2 separate regions of the Rattus norvegicus genome follow, and region 2 is linked to region 1. A link is a contact called in public Hi-C data. All regions are on one chromosome and are shown on one strand. Each heading gives the region's core, a stretch centred on a gene start, on an enhancer-like site or on the middle of the called end of the contact. The rest is flanking DNA. Distances are from core to core; before and after follow the strand shown.

Region 1 (4,553 bases), core at 985-3,484:
AATAATTTATTTTATCTTACATGCGAGTTGTTTCCCTACATGTATGTCTGTGCACCATGGGTATGCTTGATGTCTGTGGATGTCCGATATCCTGGGACAGCAGCTAGAGATGGCTATAAGCCACAGTTGGGTGATGAGAGTTGAACCTGGGTCTTTTGCAAGAGCAGCAGTTGCTTCTAACCACTGAACCACCCCCCCCAGTCCTCCAGTGCCCAATTTTTCTGCCCTTCATATTCTCACTTAAACACATGGTGTTTTTTTTATCTCTAGAACCTCTGCTAAAAGGCTTATTCTATGTTAAGATAAATAAAATGACCCGAAACAGCTTGAAAATCTGGAGCCTGCTCAAGATTATTCCCACCTAAGTGGTTATTGACATTTGCTAACAATACAGGAACATTTGAGGCTCCACATTTTCCTAAATTGTGAAACCACAGCTATTGGCCTCTTATTCTGCATATGCATGATCCAAATATGAGACAGGAAGAAGTTGTAGGGTGTCTGAGGACGATATGGGAGGCCTCTAAAGACATGGGGGGGGTGCTCTAAGGCAATTCGAGAATCTCTTGAGCACAGAATTTGTGGTGTTTTCTTGCTTTCTTGGACTCTAAGGTGGCAGCCAGAATAGACCTTTTTATTCCTTTGGGGTTAGTGGGAGGAGAGAATGGTTTCTTGAGAGACCATTAATTGAGCAATCAAGAATAATGGAGTCAGGGGCTGGAGAGATAGCTCAGCTGGTAAAGGCAAAGACTCCCAACCAAAAGTTTAAAGAATGGGGCAACCTGGTTTGAGAGATGCCTTAGCAGGCAAAGGAATTTCTAATATGTCTAACAGCCTGAGTTGGAACCCTAGGACCTACGCGGCAGAAGGAACAAGTTATCTTCTGACCTCCATGTGTATGCCTCCACACACAAAATAAATGAATATTGTGAAAAAGAAACGTGAAGTCCAGAATTTTAAATGGAAGAAAACCTTCATCATCATCATGATTAAATTTTATTAACTTTTATTTTACGCGCATGGGTATTTTGCCTGTTTATGTGTGTTCTGTGTGTGTTCAGTGTTTGTGAACACACAGAAGAGGGTGTCAGGCCTCTGGGACTGGAGTTGCATATGGTTTTGAACTACCATGAAGGTGTTTTGGAAGCAAACACAGGTCCTTTGGAAGACCAAGTGCTCTTAACTGCTCCTCATTGTTTTTAAAAATACCATGCTGGTTAATTTAGGTGATCAAGTTGACCAATTTAGAACCAATTAAAACCCAAGGAGTCGGGCATGATTGGATCCTCTGAGGTTGGAAGACCCATCCTGTTGGCATTTAGTCTAGGCTCCACCCCACAGTTAACCTGGCAACAGTCGGGTGTGCCAGACTCAGTATAAAAGGGGCTGCTTGCCCCCTCCTCTCGCTCTCGCTCTCGCTCTCGCTCTCGCTCTCGCTCTCGCTCTCGCTCTCGCTCTATCCTCTTGCTCCCGCTCTCCCTTTCTTCCCATTCCCCTCCCCCTATTTCCCCAGGTGCTCATGGCTGGCTTCCCTTCCTCCTCCTCCTCCTCCTCCTCCTCCTCCTCCTCCTCCTCCTCCTCCTCCTCCTCCTCCTCCTCCTCCTCCTCCTCCTCCTCCACCTTCTCTCTCTCTGTCTCTACTTCCTCAACTCCCCTCCCCATGCCATTAATAAACTCTATTCTGTACTATACTGTCATGCTGCTGGTCCCTCAGGGGGAAGGGATGCTTCAGCAGGGGCCCACAGAGGCACCCCCTTCCCCAACACCTGGCTACACACCCACCAAACATATTCCTTCTCTCAAAGGCATCCCTTTCCCATACCTGACTACACATCCACCAAACATATTCCTTCTCTCCCTTATCTTTTTTATTTTTCCCCCGGAGCTGAGGACCGAACCCAGGGCCTTGCACTTGCTAGGCAAGCGCTTTACCACTGAGCTAAATCCCCAACCCCACTCTCCCTTATCTTTTTATAAAACACAACACATTCTAAGTGAATCTGGGCCAAACCTTCTGATGTCAGTCTAAAAGGGCATGGAAGAAAGAAGGACTTTGCTTTTTGCCTGCTTGCAAGTTCATCTACCCTGTTGCTGAGATATCCCTTCAATAGCTTTAGAACATACTTCTTCAGGAATCCAAAGCAGTCGGACTTGTGAAACTGGCTCCCGTGTGCCCAAAGGAGTCATTTCCTTTACCTCTGGCAGAAGAGCCATGTGGCTTGATTGACCTTTACCCTTGGCTGCATATCAAAGCTCCTGCTTACCTCCAGGTGATCTAGGGTTCACAAGTACCTGCTATACATTTCCGTTGCCAGTCTCCTGGCCCTCCCCTCCCCTCAGCTGTTCATCCTCTTTATAATCTGTTAGTCCCTGTTATTTTGTCTTTCTGTCTCTTATTCTTGTCTGCTCTAGTCTCTGTCTTTTACTAACTTGCTTTCTCCGGTATTTTCTCTACTCCCCTGCTTCCATAGCCCTGCCTATGTTCAGTCTACTTCTTTCTCTCTCTGCTCTGAACTCTTCCAGATGCTTTTGGTCTCTCTCTCTCTCTCTCTCTCTCTCTCTCTCTCTCTCTCTCTCTCTCTCTCTCTCTCACACACACACACACACACATCTGATACCTAAACCCTCCCATACAAAAAGTGGCACAGTCCCTCTCCTCACTTACAGGAAGTTACACGATGAGAGCAAGGACAGAACATGGAGGAGTTAAGGGTAGAACAAGTTTTGCTGAGGCTTTGACAGAGTGGTGAGGCAGGACCTGGCTCTTAAAGGGTGAGGAAGAATTAGACACACAAGACATCTTGAAGGCAAATCTTTAGAAAAATCTTCTCTAATAAGAAAAAAGTTATCTTGTGATCAAGGGAATGCTGATTTGGATGATCCGTGAAACCAGCATTTCTACAAATCTACAAAACTCACATGATTGTTGCTTCTCTGATCTTGTGGTATTCATTTCAGGGTCCATTCTATTGAGCTTTCCTGCAGAAAGTCTCCTGTCCTCTGAGCTGCAGAGCTAGCTACTGGAAACCTAAACACAAAAAACCTGTTCTGGATTCAGGAGTTGTCAGACTTCCCTCAGGACAAAGTAAAAATGGAGGCGACTTCTGTCCGGATGAAGAACAGTGATGACTCTTTGCCAAGAAAAAAGAAAAAGAAAAAGGAAAAGAAAGGAAAACAGGTTGAGCTAGTTCTCAAAACAAGAATATAGTGATGTTCCTGGGTTCACAGGAAGCCAAACTCCAATCTTCGGCTCAAAGGAAAAGCCACTTAAACAGCAGAGAGCGACACCTAGTGGTGCCTAAGGGAAGAGTCGACAGCCAGAAGCGCTGGGCTGTTTTCTGAATTCTAAGGGCCCCACACTAGTTTAGGGTGGGCAATGTTAAATTACTCAAACTGCGAGAACCATGGAAAAGTACTTGTTATTTCTCTCTGTGCTGTCAGGTTCTTCCAGAAAGCACGAATGGAGATGTGTTTAGGTGGTTTCAGACGGGAGTTTATGGAAAGGAACACGAAACTAAAATAGTGGCCCAACGGCCGGAACTTTAAGGAGGGAAACAGCTCTGCGGGTCATCATAGCAGAGGTCTGGGTCAGCACAGTAGCAGCTGCAGGTGCCCTCTGGGCACCGTATCCAGCTCTTCTCTAAGTAAAGCCTGCCGGGGCAGCCCTATCAATGTGTCTATTAGCATCACCTGAAAGGGCTGAAACTCAACCTGGAATGAGGGCCGACCTTCGCATGTGGGCCAAGTTCCCAGGTGAAGCTGAGGCTGTGAGTTGAGGAAGCTGTGTTTTGAGAACCTCAATGACTTTCTAGATCCTGTTTCTGGAACAGGAGCAAGCACGGGTGTATCTGAGGGTCAGGGAGATTCAGCTCTGAAAGGAGAGACAGAGCAGAGCGAAGATGAAGATAGAGCTAAGCCAGCAGCAGACAGACAGGAAGTAATGCATCTCATTCATTCATTCATTCACTCATTCATTCATTCATCATCATTCATTCATGCATGCTTTAGTCAATACGTGCCAGAAATTGTTTTAGGAGGAACTGCATATATTGTCATGAGATGTTTAAGGGAAAATAACTTTCAACTAAGTGTCGTGCACCGGGTCATGAGTGAAATGCATGTCTAAGTGCGTGAAGTGTGCCTCCTCCCACAGTCTTTATTTAACAACGAAGAATCAGGAGGAGGAGGAGGAGGAGGAGGAGGAGGAGGAGGAGGAGGAGGAGGAGGAGGAGGAGGAGGAGGTGGAGGAGGAGGAACAACTTGTTGTTACCCTTCAGGGTGTATCTGCAGCTTCTACAGCTCCTAAGGTAGTGCCTCTAATGTCTTTGCTGTCAAGATGCTTAGCACAAATACCAGGCATATTTCATATTTAGTATGGAATGTGGTGGAAAGGCTCCAGGGGAGAGGCTGAGTACATTTACCAGAACTAAGGTTGACTAAGCCTCTGTCTCTTTGTAGAATAGAAAAACTGAGGCATCCATACCCTGGAATTGCTTTGAGGCAATGTGTATCAGTCTTGGCTGAAGAGGCACTATGTGAAACACATGGAAATA
Region 2 (4,553 bases), core at 896-3,395, 180 kb before region 1:
AGTGCTTGAGGGAAGCTTCCCTTGAGGATCAAAGGCAGGGAGAATGTAGGAATAGGGCTTCTCAAGGCCGGAAAGCCAAGGCCTACTGCTCCAACTATGTCCTTGAGGTACCGTGTTTGAACAGAAAATAAGACCCTGAGAGGCCAACAAGAAGTGCAATTTAAACTGCACCTAAGATAATAAAATTGGCTGAAAAAATAAAAAACAGATTTCGCAGAACTAGCTTTCCTGTAAATGCCTCGTGGACAGCTCATAAGCAGCTGAAGTTATTAGTGTTTGGTCCTAGAGGACTCTTCTCTAAGGGTGGTCCAGCAGTGACCCTTTCAGCTGTCTTATCCACATTATCGATAACTCCCCAAGTTCCCACACAAAGTCTCTCCTGCCATTGTGTTACATGGCAAGAAGAACAGGGCTTTTTGGTTTTTTGTTTGTTTGTTTTACTTCCTTGAGTAGTCCAGGGTTGGGGCAGCAGTAGTAACTTAGGATGCATTCAGATGTGATCACACAGCTACCCTTGATGGTGAAGAGCTAGAGTGACTTAGTGTATCTGTGTATTAAGTTAGGAAATGTTTAGCAGAAACATAGCTGCATTTGAAAACGAGATTGTGCACTTGGGGGCAGAAGCAGGTGGATATTGGAGTTCAAGGCCAACATGGTCTACAGAATGAGTCCCAGGATAGCCGGGGCTAACAGAGAAACCCTGTCTCAAAAACTCCAAGAAAATAAAAAATTAATGAGATTGAGTTTTGAAAATACTTAAAGTATTTCCTGACCTCCAGGTACTACTTTAAGCATTCTAGATATCTAGGTTGGGAGGCACTGAAACACACCCCACAGCTGTATTGGCCAGTAACGGAAAGTCTACTTGTTGTAGAAAGTTGATAGTTCCTGCTCCATGGACACTGTCATCTCTTAAACCAGACTTTAGAATCACCCAAACATTTGGGGAAGTGAAAAACAATATACTTTGTTAAACAGACTGTTCTTTTTTATTTTTAATGGTGTACTGATACATGACAAATGATAAAAGCAACTCCAAGTTGTGTCAGCCACACTAAGGCATCTGACATCACAGAGAATCTCTTAAACAGCCACCAAAGAAATGGAGAGAAGAAATTAAATGTTTGAAAAAAAAATAGAGAAGAGCCTTGGGAAATGGCTCAGTATGTAAGGGGTTGACTGCACAACTATGAGGGCTTACGTCAGGACCCTCAGAAAACATATAAATCTGGGCAGGCATGACAGCCTCCTATCATTCCTTGTCTCAGAAAGCAAAGACAAGTGACAGCGCGCGCGCACACACACACACACAGACACACACACACACACCACACAACAGTGCTAGCTGGATTAGCTCTGACTTCAAATGGAAGGCCCTGCTCTCCTAAATATAAGGTGGAAAGAGATTGGGGAAAATATTTGACAATAACTTTAGGCCTCCCCACAGATACATGCACACATGTGATAAAACCAAAGACACACATGCAGAAGAAAGTGGACTAGAATCTTAGTTCTTAGCACCTTACAGGAGTTCTCATGGTTTGGAACATTCGTCTGTGGGATGGATGTGGTAAAATTCCTATACACAGTAGATGGGTGGCCTCTCAGAGGGGCTCAGGTTTACCCCAAAGAATGATCAGTAACAGCAGCGCTCCATGGGGCTGTCAGGATTAGTCCCTCATTGGATTATTTAATCCTGACCTTCATTGGTGGTAGGAATAGAAAGACATTTAGTCTCCATACACCAGATTTTGTGCTCCAACCTGTTTATCATCCTGAGTGGCCAGGTCCCTCACAGATTCCAGAAGTCTCTGAAGAACTCTGAACATTGTCAAAGGCTTTAGTAAGGAGCTCTAACGGAAGGTTAGAGGAACAGCTAGAGGAAGGTTAGAGGAAGGTCAGGAAGTCACAGCTAAATCAAGGCTTCTAGAGAAATGTTTCGCAGGGTGCTGCTTCAGTCAGATTATTTTCTGTTAGACACTGAAGATCACTTCCTGACCATAGCTTAGCTCCAACTGTCCATACTGCTCAGACTCCATGCCTGGTGAATGTAATGGTCGGTTTTGTAATGTGTATTTGAAAGGTCACTCACTAGGTGAGGGCAAATGAAAGCCGTCGCTATGATTTGGAAATCAGCTCTCAGAAGCGGCTGAGTGACCTCCCTTGGACCTTCTGCATGTGTCATGGTGCATTTTAGGATCTGTCGTAGCCAAGGCTTGTGAAAGTAGCTTTTGGGAAGGAAAAGTAGCTTTTTGGGGAAGCTAGGAGGACAAGGGGAGTGGCTCACAGGAGCACAAATGCAGACTCACAACCCATATCAGGGTTGAAATTGCTAGGTCCTCACTGCCAACTTCCCAGCAGGCTGGCTTGAAGATGACAACAGCTCAGGGAGCCTTTGAGCAAGGGAAGAGAAATAAATTCTTATTTCCCTGAAAACTAAATTCTCAGGTGGTTGCCTGACAGGGGAAAGGGAGGATTTTTAAATCATGGCTTTTGTTGATGTTCTCTGGCTTTTTCTTGGGAGGCTGCTTCAAGCAATAAAGTGAGGTATGCAGTAATCCTGTCAGGTGGTACGCCAGGCTGTAAGTCTTCTGCAGGCTGCCTGCTTACCCACACAATTCACATAGGGGCTGAAAACCTTAACTTATCAGGGAAGGAACTAAGTTTTACAGAGTTCCTTTAACCAAATAGGCTTGCTGCTTTCTTCCTGCATCTGCCAAGTCATTCTGGCCATTTTCATTGATCTCACCAGATGAGTAACATTTTAAATCCCAAAGGCTTAAATGGCAATGTAGAAATAACTCCTTATCATTTTTTTCCAATTTAATTCTTCACTCTTTGTCATATTTTCATTTTCGTGCATTAGTTCCCATGACAACAGGTCTGTTGGCAGAGAAAGTGTAACTCTTAGCGTTGATCACAATATAAATTCCTTTCCAGGCAAGTGCCACCTGAACATGCAAAGACTGGAGTTCTCTTGCTAATGACATCTTCTTACCTCTTATATTGATTTCCTATCCCATCCCCCAGCAAAGCTCTTACAGAAAAAAAAAAAAAAAAAAAAAAAAAAAAAGCAAACAAAAACAAAAACATGCAGAGGCCTTCCAGGCAGCTACAGCTTCAAGGATTTAACCTTTGGGTTCTCATGGCTTCCCCATTCCAAGTGTCAAAAATGTGAATGTGTCTATCAGGGATGTACAGAAGACAACTTTCAATCTCTATCAAAACCACCCGGTGTGTCTGAGGAAATCGACATGCCCTGAAACGAGCCTCACATCAGTGTCTGATGGCGAGAGGAGAGGAGAGGCACTTAAGCAGTTTTCCTCCCAGTAAGTCAATGGCAAAAAGGCCAAGCAAGCTCTAAGCTCTTGAAAAGGAGCAGACTCCGGTGGAAAGCAGGCGACATGCTCCCTGTATGGGGGAGGGGGCTGCTTCGGTTCAGACAATTTGTGACCAAGTGTGTAAGAGCAAGCGATTGCATCAAGCTTGGCCATGTGTGCATACGATCCCAGCAATGGAGGTCAAAGGCAGGAGGATTACAAGTTTGAGGCCAGTGTGGGCTACATAGGAAGGACTAGCACGTAAAAGGCCCACTGAAGCTAAAGAAATGGAATGTAGAGATAAAGGTAAGAGGAATAGGCAGAAAGCCCAACCCCAAGATTAAACGTTTGTTTTAAGCTTTAGGCTCCATCATGGCTTGACATTGGCAGTCCCAACCACTGCTTCAGTATCCAGAAGCAACAGGTCTACCGTCAGAAGGACTTACCCAGATATGTGTAGATTTTTTTTTTTAAAGAAAAACTGATGAATTCAGGGGAATGAAATAGATATTAAATAAAAGGTGGTTATCTCAACTACAGTTAGGAAAAACGATCAAATGTAAATGATCTTTTTGCTTAGTCTTATGAGACACTTAAGCACTAAGCCGCTTGTATAAATGTATTTTTGGCTGTTCAAAGGTTATTTTCCTATATTAAGAAGTTTATTAAAACCTTTTATTGCAACTCAGGTTTTGTGTCTCTTAGACACGCATTTTTCTTTGCTAGTTTGTTTTGCACAGCTGGAGTTTCGAGGTTGCATAATGCCTGGGCACTGCAGGTCAGCCGAACCGCCTGATAGCTAGACTAAGGAAGGTACTTGACACATGGACAAACCACATTGTTTCTCATAGCTCTCCATGCCTCTACTACAGTTAGTCGGGAAATCTTAGATGGTTTTGTTTTTGAAGTCTCTGGAAAAAACCAAGACGAATCTCTCAGGCAGATAAAGAATTTCCCGTATTTGCTTAAATGTACTATTGAAATAAGTATTATTTCCAATACTTGTTCTTCCACTCAGAGGGCACACAATGGTCTCAGACCAGGGAGAGGACATCTGGCTTAGATCAGGACTGCTAAGTGCTGTGTAACTCTTAGGGAACTTTGTTTTGATGTCAGTGTCAACAGACTGCAAGGAATGTTTCATATTCCTGCTCCAATAATTAGACATTTTCTTTGCTTCCCTCCTCTAAAGAGCAAGCCTTACTGTGGTACGTTTGGAGTAAAGACAGATGT

The links. A called contact is a pair of places that touch in the nucleus more often than the background predicts.
Region 2: a contact with region 1 is called in a Hi-C map of liver, with 8 times the contacts expected there. The contact joins two enhancer-like sites. A contact is called at or near these places in 9 of 12 Hi-C or Micro-C datasets (the Rat2 cell line, Schwann cells, frontal cortex and 4 more).

The regions. Positions count from the first base shown.
Region 1 is chr2:249,613,417-249,617,969 of GRCr8, reverse strand. No RefSeq gene overlaps it. Among named protein-coding and RNA genes, the nearest start is that of Cth, 45 kb to the left of the region's middle. Within about 2 kb of position 2,234, at least 3 of the 93 cell types and tissues checked have an H3K27ac peak or open chromatin away from gene starts, as enhancers often do. A contact at or near this core is called in liver, where this site is marked.
Region 2 is chr2:249,791,678-249,796,230 of GRCr8, reverse strand. It overlaps a transcript of Lrrc7 not described here. Among named protein-coding and RNA genes, the nearest start is that of Lrrc40, 34 kb to the right of the region's middle. Within about 2 kb of position 2,145, at least 14 of the 93 cell types and tissues checked have an H3K27ac peak or open chromatin away from gene starts, as enhancers often do. A contact at or near this core is called in liver, where this site is marked.